Regions from separate parts of the Mus musculus genome. Here region 2 is linked to region 1. Evidence: chromatin contacts called from public Hi-C data. All regions are on one chromosome and are shown on one strand. Each heading gives the region's core, a stretch centred on a gene start, on an enhancer-like site or on the middle of the called end of the contact. The rest is flanking DNA. Distances are from core to core; before and after follow the strand shown. Region 1 has its middle 12 kb from the start of Gm41181. Region 2 overlaps Ephx2 (epoxide hydrolase 2, cytoplasmic).

Evidence for each region. Hi-C and Micro-C count contacts between places; a contact is called where the count stands out from the background.
Region 2: a contact with region 1 is called in a Hi-C map of liver, with 2.5 times the contacts expected there. The contact joins two enhancer-like sites. A contact is called at or near these places in 2 of 484 Hi-C or Micro-C datasets (female germline stem cells and liver), 1 of 115 datasets of contacts at active chromatin or transcription factors (pancreatic cancer cells) and 1 of 9 other capture datasets (pancreatic islet).

What each region holds. Positions count from the first base shown.
Region 1 is chr14:65,888,620-65,893,645 of GRCm38.p6, reverse strand. No RefSeq gene overlaps it. Among named protein-coding and RNA genes, the nearest start is that of Gm41181, 12 kb to the left of the region's middle. Within about 2 kb of position 2,880, at least 55 of the 459 cell types and tissues checked have an H3K27ac peak or open chromatin away from gene starts, as enhancers often do. A contact at or near this core is called in liver, where this site is marked.
Region 2 is chr14:66,080,888-66,085,622 of GRCm38.p6, reverse strand. Ephx2 (epoxide hydrolase 2, cytoplasmic) reads left to right here. Exons shown (of 19, transcript NM_007940.4): 17 at 247-327; 18 at 634-692; 19 at 863-1,251. The coding sequence ends at 941. Among named protein-coding and RNA genes, the nearest start is that of Adam2, 5.5 kb to the right of the region's middle. Within about 2 kb of position 2,707, at least 7 of the 459 cell types and tissues checked have an H3K27ac peak or open chromatin away from gene starts, as enhancers often do. A contact at or near this core is called in liver, where this site is marked.

The sequences.
Region 1 (5,026 bases), core at 1,631-4,130:
TGGTTAGGCAGGATTAATATAGTGAAAATGACCATCTTACCAAAAGCAATCTACAGATTCAATGTAATTCCCATCAAAATTCCAACACATTTTTTATTGGCCTTGAAAGAGCAATTCTCAACTTCATGTGAGAAAAGTAAAAACCCAGGATAGCAAAAACAATAAAAGAACTGGAGGAATCACCATCCCTGACCTCAAGCTATATTACAGAACAATAGTGATAAACAAAACAAAACAAAACTGCACCGTATTGGTACAGAAACAGACATGTTGATCAATGGGATTGAATCAAAGACCCAGAAATAAACCCACACCCCTATGGTCATTTGATTTTTGATAAAGAATCCAAAACCATACAATGAAAAAAGCATCTTCAACAAACGGTGCTGGTCTAACTGAATGTCTACATGTAGAAGAATGAAAATAGATCAATATTTATCACCTTGCACAAAACTCAAGTCCAAGTGGATCAGAGACCTGGGAAAAGGGAAGTGTCCAAGAATCAATGGGGGTGTCCTTAACTGACACACAGCATTGGAGGTATAGAACCTGAATAGGCCACCTCCTGTAGCCAGGCAGGATCCCCAGTGGAGCAATAGGGACACCAACCCACCCACAAACTTACCATGCAAACTTTATTCTGCCTACAAGAAATACAGGACTGGGGGATAGAGTAGAGACTGAGGGAATGGCTAATCAATAACTGGCTCAACTAGAGGCTCATCCCATGGGCAAGCACCAATCCCTGCCACTATTAATAATACCCTGTTATGCTTGCAGACAGGAGTCTAGCATGGCCATCCTCTGAAAGGCTTCACACAGCAACTGACTCAGACAGATGCAGAAACCCACAGTCAAACAGTGGACAGAGCTTGGGGATTCTTATGGAGAGTTGAGGGAAGGATTCAGGGCCCCTGATGGGATAGGAATCCACAGGAAGACCAACGGAGTCAACTAACCTGGACTCTCAGGAGCTCTCAGAGACTGAACCACCAACCAAAGAGAATACACCAGCCGAACCTAGAACCCCCTGCACATATGGAATGTGGGTACCAAACAACTGGAGCAGGGGCTGTCCCTAAAGCAGTTGCCTGTCTGTGGAATCCACTCCCCTGACTTCGACTACCTTGTCTGGCCTCAGTGGGAGAAGAATCGAGTAGCTCTGCAGAGACTTGATGTGACAGGGTTGGGGGATACCCAGGGAAGGTCTCTACTCTCTCAGAGGAGAAGGGGAGGAGGATGGGGAGAGAGGCTATGGGAAGGGGACTGGGAGAAAGGACAGTGATGGGGATGTAAAGTGAATGAATTTTAAAAAAAAGTAAAGAAAACAATTTGCAGACAAATGCCATTAAGAACTTTGTAATAGGGCTGGTGAGATGGCTCAGTGGGTTAGAGCACCCGACTGCTCTTCCAGAGGTCTGGAGTTCAAATCCCAGCAACCACATGGTGGCTCACAACCATCTGTAACAAGATCCGATGCCCTCTTCTGGAGTGTCTGAAGACAGCTACAGTGTACTTACATATAATAAATAAATAAATCTTTTAAAAAAAAAAGAACTTTGTAATAGAATTTATTAAATAGTAAATTAACAGTTATTAAGTAGGGTGGATTCCAGGAATGTAATACTGCTTTGACATTTGAAAACCAGTTGCTATCATTCACCACTCTGGCAAAACAGAGGAGAAAAACTACATAGCCATTCCAATAGAAAATCATTTGACAAGGCTCAAAAAAAAAAAAAAAAAAAAAACCTTGGAATATAAAAAGCAAATTATAAATAGAGGGAAATCTTTCAACTTATGAAGAACATTAATTTATATTTTTAAGTCTATTGCTAATCATATACTCAGTAGTGAGAGGAATTTTTTCCTCTAAAACGAAGAATGACGTAATACTTTCATCTCCACTTCTGTTCAATGTTTACTTGGAAATCATTTCTGAAGACACCAGATTAGCAACTAAATCTTGGAAAAGCAGAGGCAAAATGTCTTTATTCATAGACCTCATAGACAAATATAGAAAAATCATAAGAGATTTACCAGAAAAAAAGTAGTAAATTAATTTACCAGTGTTACAATGTAGGACACATTCTTTGCTAGGCTATATATACTAAAAGCAGAAATTAGGAATATTAAGTAGCCAAGAAACAATTACATAAAACAGAGAGAATGAAATAATAGGGATATATATGACCTTTTTACAAATGTCTGAGAGAAATTTTAAACATCTGTTGTTGTTAGTGTTTGCGATCTATGTTGTTTTGGGTTGGTATTTTTTGTTTGGTTGGTTTTGCTTTTGCTTTTATGAGACAGGGTCTGTAGCCTGGGCTGGTCTCTAACTCACTTTGTAGCTGACCTTGAACTTCAGATCCTCGTGGGGGGTGTGCTGGGATTACAGGCACGTGCCACCAATTCTGGTGTATGGAGTGCCTCAGGGATCACAGAGTTCACGAATGCTAAGCAAGCTACATCCCAGCTCCTCATACACAAACACGAAAGAACCTTACAAGCAGAGGAAGCCAGTAGACACCTCCCTTCCAGGAGGGCTTCTGCCTCCTTCCAATCAATTCCCATGTCTGCATTCACTCCTTGGCATATGGCTTCACTTATCAGGACCTTCTAAAGTTCCATGAGCAACTCTCCAAGTCCTGCCCAGAGCTAAGTGGTTTCCTGAGCCTCCATAGATAGAACATGTTCTGGCTCAAAACTGGGAAAGTCCCAAGCAAGTTGGAGGGCTGGCTATCATCTGCGGAACCCCTTACTGCTTCTGCCTCCACCTCTAGATTGGGCAACAGGCATGTGATGTATGCTCAGTAATGTTTGCCCAAAGCCTAGAATAGACCTCAAAGGTCAACTTCCGGTGGCCAGGGCTGAGTAGGGGTCAGGAAGCCTACGGCAGTGACTGGTTGATCTCTTTGCAAACCAAGGCTCACCCAGGTTTGCCCCAGGGCTTGAGAAAGCAGATAAACTGCTGACCTCAGCCCTATTTAAATATTATAGGGTAGCCAGAGTATTCCAGAAACAGCCTCCCTCCACTTGCCCGCTCATTTCCCGCTCCAATGAAGTCATCTGGGGGCGGGGGTGGGGAGGTGGGGGGGGCGTAGTTTCCTTTCTCTCCACACCTCCCAAATAGGCTGCCCGGTCCCAGGCCGCCTGGGACCAGGACTGACCTTTCGGGGCGGTTTGCTCAAGTGCCCATAAGCTAACAAAAACAGCCCTCGCTTTGCCAGGGCTGGCAGCTTGGGATAGAAAACAACCAGCTGGAGAGAGAGAAAGGCTGGTGAGCGCCCTTGCTTCCTTGGGACCCTGGACCTCTGTCCTCCCAGCCCTGTCCCTCGGGCCCTCCTTTGTCAGAACTGTGCTCTCTGTGGGGATTAGGGACAGGAGGGGGAAGGTAGTGACTTTGAACAATGCCAGTGTGTTTGGCCAGGGAGCCTGCTTGACCTGATTAGGCTTCTGAGCCTGGGGTGGGGACTAAGGCAGCCTTCAGAAGCTGTTTTCCACCTGGGCAGGCAGAATGTTCCTCCTGCCTCTGCAGTGACTCTTTTTGGATGAAATAAGCCAGTTGACTCCTTTGCACGGTGGCATGATGGCCTTTCTGATCTCTGCCTATGCCGGCGCTGGGACCCTTAGGTCTACTTACTCTTGTTGCCCTTCCCACCAGGCAGCTCTCCAACAGTGTTTTTCTCACTGCAGCTCCCACTCTGGCCGTGCCAGGCCCAAGGCACCCGCACCCCTGAGGCCAGCTGGCATCCACTTGAAAGCCTTCCTGCTGGGAGCCTAAAGGTTGCCCCCGCCCATAGCCCTGGCCCTGGGACCTGAGCACAGGGCCACGGAAACTAGGCCAGGAAAGTCCAAGAGAAAAATCATCCCCCAGCCAGAGGAGGGCGCCTCCCATCCCCTTCCCTAGGTGCCACCACAAGCCCCAGCATGCACCATTTCTGTGCTGAGGACACCCTGGGGATTCAGAGAGCGCTGGAGCAGCACTTTTGAGTTTGTTGGTACAGATGGAGGGGAAGTCAGAGTGCAGAGATTTCCAAAGACTCCGCAGAAACGGTGAAAACGGAGAAGGTTAGGGTGAGGCCCGAGGAAGGGAGGGGTGGCTGGGTGGGCCCAGCAACCAGGTCTATCCTTTGTGTGTTGGCAAAAGGAGACCATCTAGAAGCTTCTTTGAGACAAAAACATAGTCTCTCAGCATGCGATGGCCGTGGTTACCAGCTGGCATTGCCAAGATTGTTTCCAGGTGAGGCCGGGGAAACTGAGTCAACCAAGATCACATTACTCCTTCAAACCTAGGCCTCCACTTTCGGACACTCTCCTTGTTCCTCTTGTGTGGGAAGCCACATGTGCCGTTGCAGAGTGGCACTGACTACTGCTGGCCACCACGCATAAGTTTGGACAAACAACCAATGTGTACATATGCAGTAAAGTTTTTTGCAAAGACACTGCCTGGTCCGGGCATGATAATGAGGCTTTGGGAATATAACCAATCAGATGTGAGACATGCAAATGAGGTATGATAATGAGGCTCTGTGAGGTACAAAGAGAGAGTAGCCAATCAGATAAGGAACATGCAAATGAGGCTTAGTGCATAACCAATCCAAGTGTGAGACAGGACTCTCCTAGGCCTATATAAGCAGCACCAATTCTGGGCTCGGGGTCTCTTCGCCTCTGCAATCAAGCTCTCCCAATAAACATGTGCAGAAGGATCCTGTTGCAGCGTGGTTAGCGTGCAAGAGTCTTGGGTTTGTTTGGTTGCTTGCTTGCTTTGCTGTTGTTTGGCTCTTGTTTTTCTTTATTTAAATGGTTATGACTGCTTTGTCTTGCATGTCTGTTATATGCAACACATGCATGCAGTGTCTGAAAAGGCCAGAAGGGGGCCTAGGATACTGTGAAACTGGGCGTTACAGACTATTGTTATCCTCTGTAAGAGCAGCCAGGGCTCTAACTGCTGGGCCATCTCTCCAGTCCTGATGGTTTTGAAACAGGATTTCTGTTGGGTAGCCCAGGGTTACCTTAAACCCCT
Region 2 (4,735 bases), core at 1,458-3,957, 190 kb before region 1:
CACACAGGCAGGCACACACACACACACACACACACACACACACACACACCACTGCATTGCTAGATCCAAATCCTGATGAACCATCTCTGAGGAGCTTGGTGGAGGCAGAGACAGGGCAAGGCAAATGTCTTCTCATGGGGTGGGGGTGAGGGCTGTTAGTGGTGGGTGCCCAAGACATCCTTCCCTGGGCATAGATGGCATTAGGGTAGCTGAGTGCCAGATTCCCTTACTACCTGTTTCCTCCAGATCTTGGTCCCAGCCCTGATGGTCACAGCTGAGAAGGACATTGTACTCCGTCCTGAAATGTCCAAGAACATGGAAAAGTGGGTAAGGGCCTGACCCTGCACAGTGGGTATCAGAAGAGAACAGATGCCCAGAGGAGGACATCCCCATGAGGCTGGGTGGGGGTCAGGTAAAGATCTGCCCTGACCCACCTTCCCTCCCTTTCCATACACTGCTAAGGTCTCCCTGTCATTTCTCATTCCTGTCCTGAGTAATAAAAGGGTCCTCCAAAAATGGACCATGGGAATCATACAGTCTCTCCCAGACGGTCTCTACTGTGCACTGCTCTGACCCCAAACATGCCCTATTAGCTTTCTGCTGCTGATCTTCCTGCGTGGGGTTTTCTTTCAGATCCCTTTCCTGAAAAGGGGACACATTGAAGACTGTGGTCACTGGACACAGATAGAGAAGTAAGGAGACTGGGGTCCCGATGAGGAGGGTATAATTCCCTGGTCACCTGACCTGTGAGCACTACAGGCTTACTTCTGCCCCGCTCAGGTCTGCCAGGACTTTTCGGTCATCCTGCCTTGGTGAGGACAGTGGGTCAGACAGTGTGACGAGCCCCTTCTTTTCCTTCCAGACCAACTGAGGTGAACCAGATTCTCATCAAGTGGCTGCAGACTGAAGTCCAGAACCCATCAGTGACCTCCAAGATTTAGCCACTGGGGACACATTTTAGTTTCTGGAACACAGCCTGATCTACAAGTACCAGCATCGTTCTTTTGCCAGCCAGTGATTTTCTTTTAAATGAAAATGATGGGATGAGATGTAATTTTAGATCGGGAAGAGAGTGTGTGTCTAATTCTTTTGAGTATGCCTGTGCCATCAGAGAAGAGATCCCACCCCAGTAGGAAGGTATGGGGCAGTCCAGTTTATAACTTTGCAACCAAACCCAAGCCTGCTCTTTTTGAAGCAGCTGATTGGAGAGTAAAGATTTTCATTCAATAAAGCTAAACCTCAGGGCTCCAGTTTCTTGTGTTCTTGAGAAGCCAGGCAACTGCTTGGAGAGGTCACTGCTTCCTGAAGGACAGAAGCCTCACATGGGCCTCCAGGGAACCTAGACCAGCTCTGCCCGGGAAGCCTTCCTGAAGGATGCTGTGGGTGGTCAGTCCATAATGTTTCTGATGCACTCAGCTACTGATGCAGACTCGACTTGACCTTGCTATGGAGTCAGAGGACGTGAATTTCATCTGTCACTCTACCAGTCTCAAGCTGATTTAGCTTTGTTCCTCCTCTATCCCCCTTTACACACACACCCTTTCCTTTGTCACATCTAGGGAGACCTCAGGTCTCATTGATCTTGTCTTCTACACTTGTCTGCCTTCTTTCCTGCTTTGGAAACCAGAATCTCATAGAAGCAGCCTCCTAACTGCCTACACCACCCGTTGGATCCTCAAAGACTCACACAGACTAAAACCATGCTCTGAGACCCACCCAGCCTGGCTCACCACCCTTTGACTCCTAATAATAGCTGCTCTCCAGTTTTTCTATCCTCAAATCTTGCACTCACACCAGATGGGCTCTCCTGACCCTCCACCCAAATTGTCTATGCTCTCTTACAGAGTCTCCCAGCAGCCACCTCAACCAAGCCCCAGTCTGAATGGTATGTCCTCTCTCCTTGCTGCCCAAGCTGGGTACATGCACATACATTCACGTGCATATATACCCTCATTTCAGATGGAGTTCCTCATTTTTATAACCTGTCCAAAGGAACTTGACCCAGCAGGGACCTCAGCCTTTGGTTCCAATGACTGAGCTCTTTGTATTGAGAATCTGCCTCCTAAACCTGGAGACCAGCCAGTGTCTGATGTGTTCCTTCCCTGCTATGAGTTCAGGAAGTGTCCTGTACCTAAGTTCCCACTGCTTTAAAGAGAACATAAATGATACCTAATAATACCTAATAGTCAGGTGGTGGTGGTGGTGATCAGTGTGTGGTATATATCTCTACATAGCTCTCTCTCTCTCTCTCTCTCTCTCTCTCTCTCTCTCTCTCTCTCTCTCTCTGTGTGTGTGTGTGTGTGTGTGTGTGTGGTATAGTGTTTAATGTATATGTATATGTATATGTATATGTATATATCTAGACTAGGAGATCCATGGAGGGACATCTATAGTCAGGTACCTGTGAGGACCCTTGTTTATACTAAGACAAGACCTTGGAGGGCTTTAGATTCAGTGACACCAGGATCACCTTCATCCTTCTGGACCATAAGATTGAAGGGCTTATTTGCCAGACAAACATGAGACCTGGCAGAATATGTATATGGACAGAAAACAGCATTTTCCTAGCTAGATCTATGCAAGCTCATCTGTAAGGAAAACTATGAGAAGGTTCCCCCAAACCAGCAGGGTGCCTCGGGTACGACAGAGCCCAGTGAGTCAGGCCCATAGCATTGCAAAAACAAAACAAACACACAAGCAGGCTTGCAAGGTTGAAGGTCATAAGTGATGTTGGATGGGCAAAGGTCATAAGTGATGTTGGATGGGCAAAGGTCATAAGTGATGTCGGATGGGCAAAGGACTCTAGGTTATGTAAGAAAATTTCATCTTGTCCAGATGATCAGCTCTGGGGAACATTGAGCTACTGATAAACTGCTGTGGCTTTGGCTTAACTGGGCAAAGAGCAGTTAAATATGGCTCAGGTGCAGTATTTAAGTAGATTTGCTTGGAATCTTTCCAAAGTTTTTTTTTAACTATAAAACAATAGTCTCTCTTTTTAGTCATAGAGGAAATAATTTTTTATTAAAATTTACTTTTATACAATATATTTATATTACAGTTTTCCTTCCCTCAACACCTCCCATCCTCCCCATTTCCCCACCCACCCAAATCCATACCAATTCATTCATTCTTACATTAGAATAAAAATGGTCATCTAAAATGAAGAGAAGAAAAAGAAATAAAAACAATAATCCTTTTTTTAAAAAAAAAAATGATTTATTTAGTTTATGTATGAGTGCTCTGTCTGCATGTACACCCGGACGCCAGAAGAGGGCATCCAATCCCATTATGGATGGTCCTGATCCACCATGTGGTTGTGCTGAGAATTGAACTCAGACCTTTGGAAGAGGTTAAGAGCCAGTGTTCTTCAACTGCTGAGCTGAGCCATCTCTCCAGCCCCTAAAGTGATAGTCTTATTTTGTTCCTACTGAGGGTGTAAATAGTCAGTTTAGTACCCTCCTCTTCTCTTGGAAGAGGCAAGGCAGCCCCATATCCGTACCTGGGGAAGGGAATGGTGCCACCTTTGTGAGCTGAGATGACTCATATCATTTTATTTCCAAGAGAAAGTACCCTCTTCAAGGCGGATCTATTAGACTGACAGAGAAAAAGCTATTGCTGTCTTTCTTAAAGCATGATGAACCCATGGTTTAAGGCCTTGAGAATTGATAAGCTAATTGGTATATTGCTCATACCAATATTATCAGCAGCATATTAATAAAAAAGAGAATACACACTGAAACCTATGTGTATGAAGACAGAGTTTCTAAGTGTCATAAGAACAGCTATATGTAGGGGTCTGTGGATGTAAGGTTATACTGGCCAAAGGTTATAATTACAACCAGATACGAGTTCCAGGACAGCCAGGGCTATACAGAGAAACCCTGTCTCGAAAAACCAAGAAGAAGAAGAAGAAGGAGGAGGAGAAGGAGGAGGAGGAGGAAGAGGAGGAGGAGGAGGAGGAGGAGGAGGAGGAGGAGGAGGAGGAGGAGGAGGAGGAGAAGGAGGAGGAGGAGGAAGAGGAGGAGGAGGAGGAGGAAGAGGAGGAAGAGGAGGAGGAAGAAGAAAGAAGAAGAAGAAGAAGAAGAAGAAGAAGAAGAAGAAGAAGAAGAAGAAGAAGAAGAAGAAGAAGAAGGAAGAAGAAGAAGAGGAGGAGGAGGAGGAGGAGGAAGAGGAGGAGGAAGAGGAAGAGGAAGAGGAAGAGGAAGAGGAAGAAGAAAGAAGAAGAAGAAGAAGAAGAAGAAGAAGAAGAAGAAGAAGAAGAAGAAGAAGAAGAAGAAGGAAGAAGAAGAAGAAGAAGAAGGAAGAAGAAGAAGAAGAAAGAAGAAGAAGAAGAAGAAGAAGAAGAAGAAGAAGAAGAAGAAGAAGAAGAAGAAGAAGAAGAAGAAGAAGAAGAAGAAGGTGGTTAAGACTTAAAAAACAAAAACAAAAACAAAACAACAACAACAATAAAAAAACCACATTCAATGGATCAATGACAAAAGACGTCTTTCGGAGAAACAAGATTGACAAGCTCTTAGTTGGAATAAGAGGTGGGTAAAACACTCAACCGACGACTCAGGGACCCAAAAGACGTTGAGTAACTGGTACTCCACAGAGATAAGAAAGCATGAGAGGCTGCAAGAACAATTATAGAACAATAAGCCAGAAGGGGGTGTGAATAAACTAGAGACAGCAGCAACCCAGAAAAAACCCTGAAGAAGCAGGAAACCTGAGGAGGCTAACAACAAGCAATGGT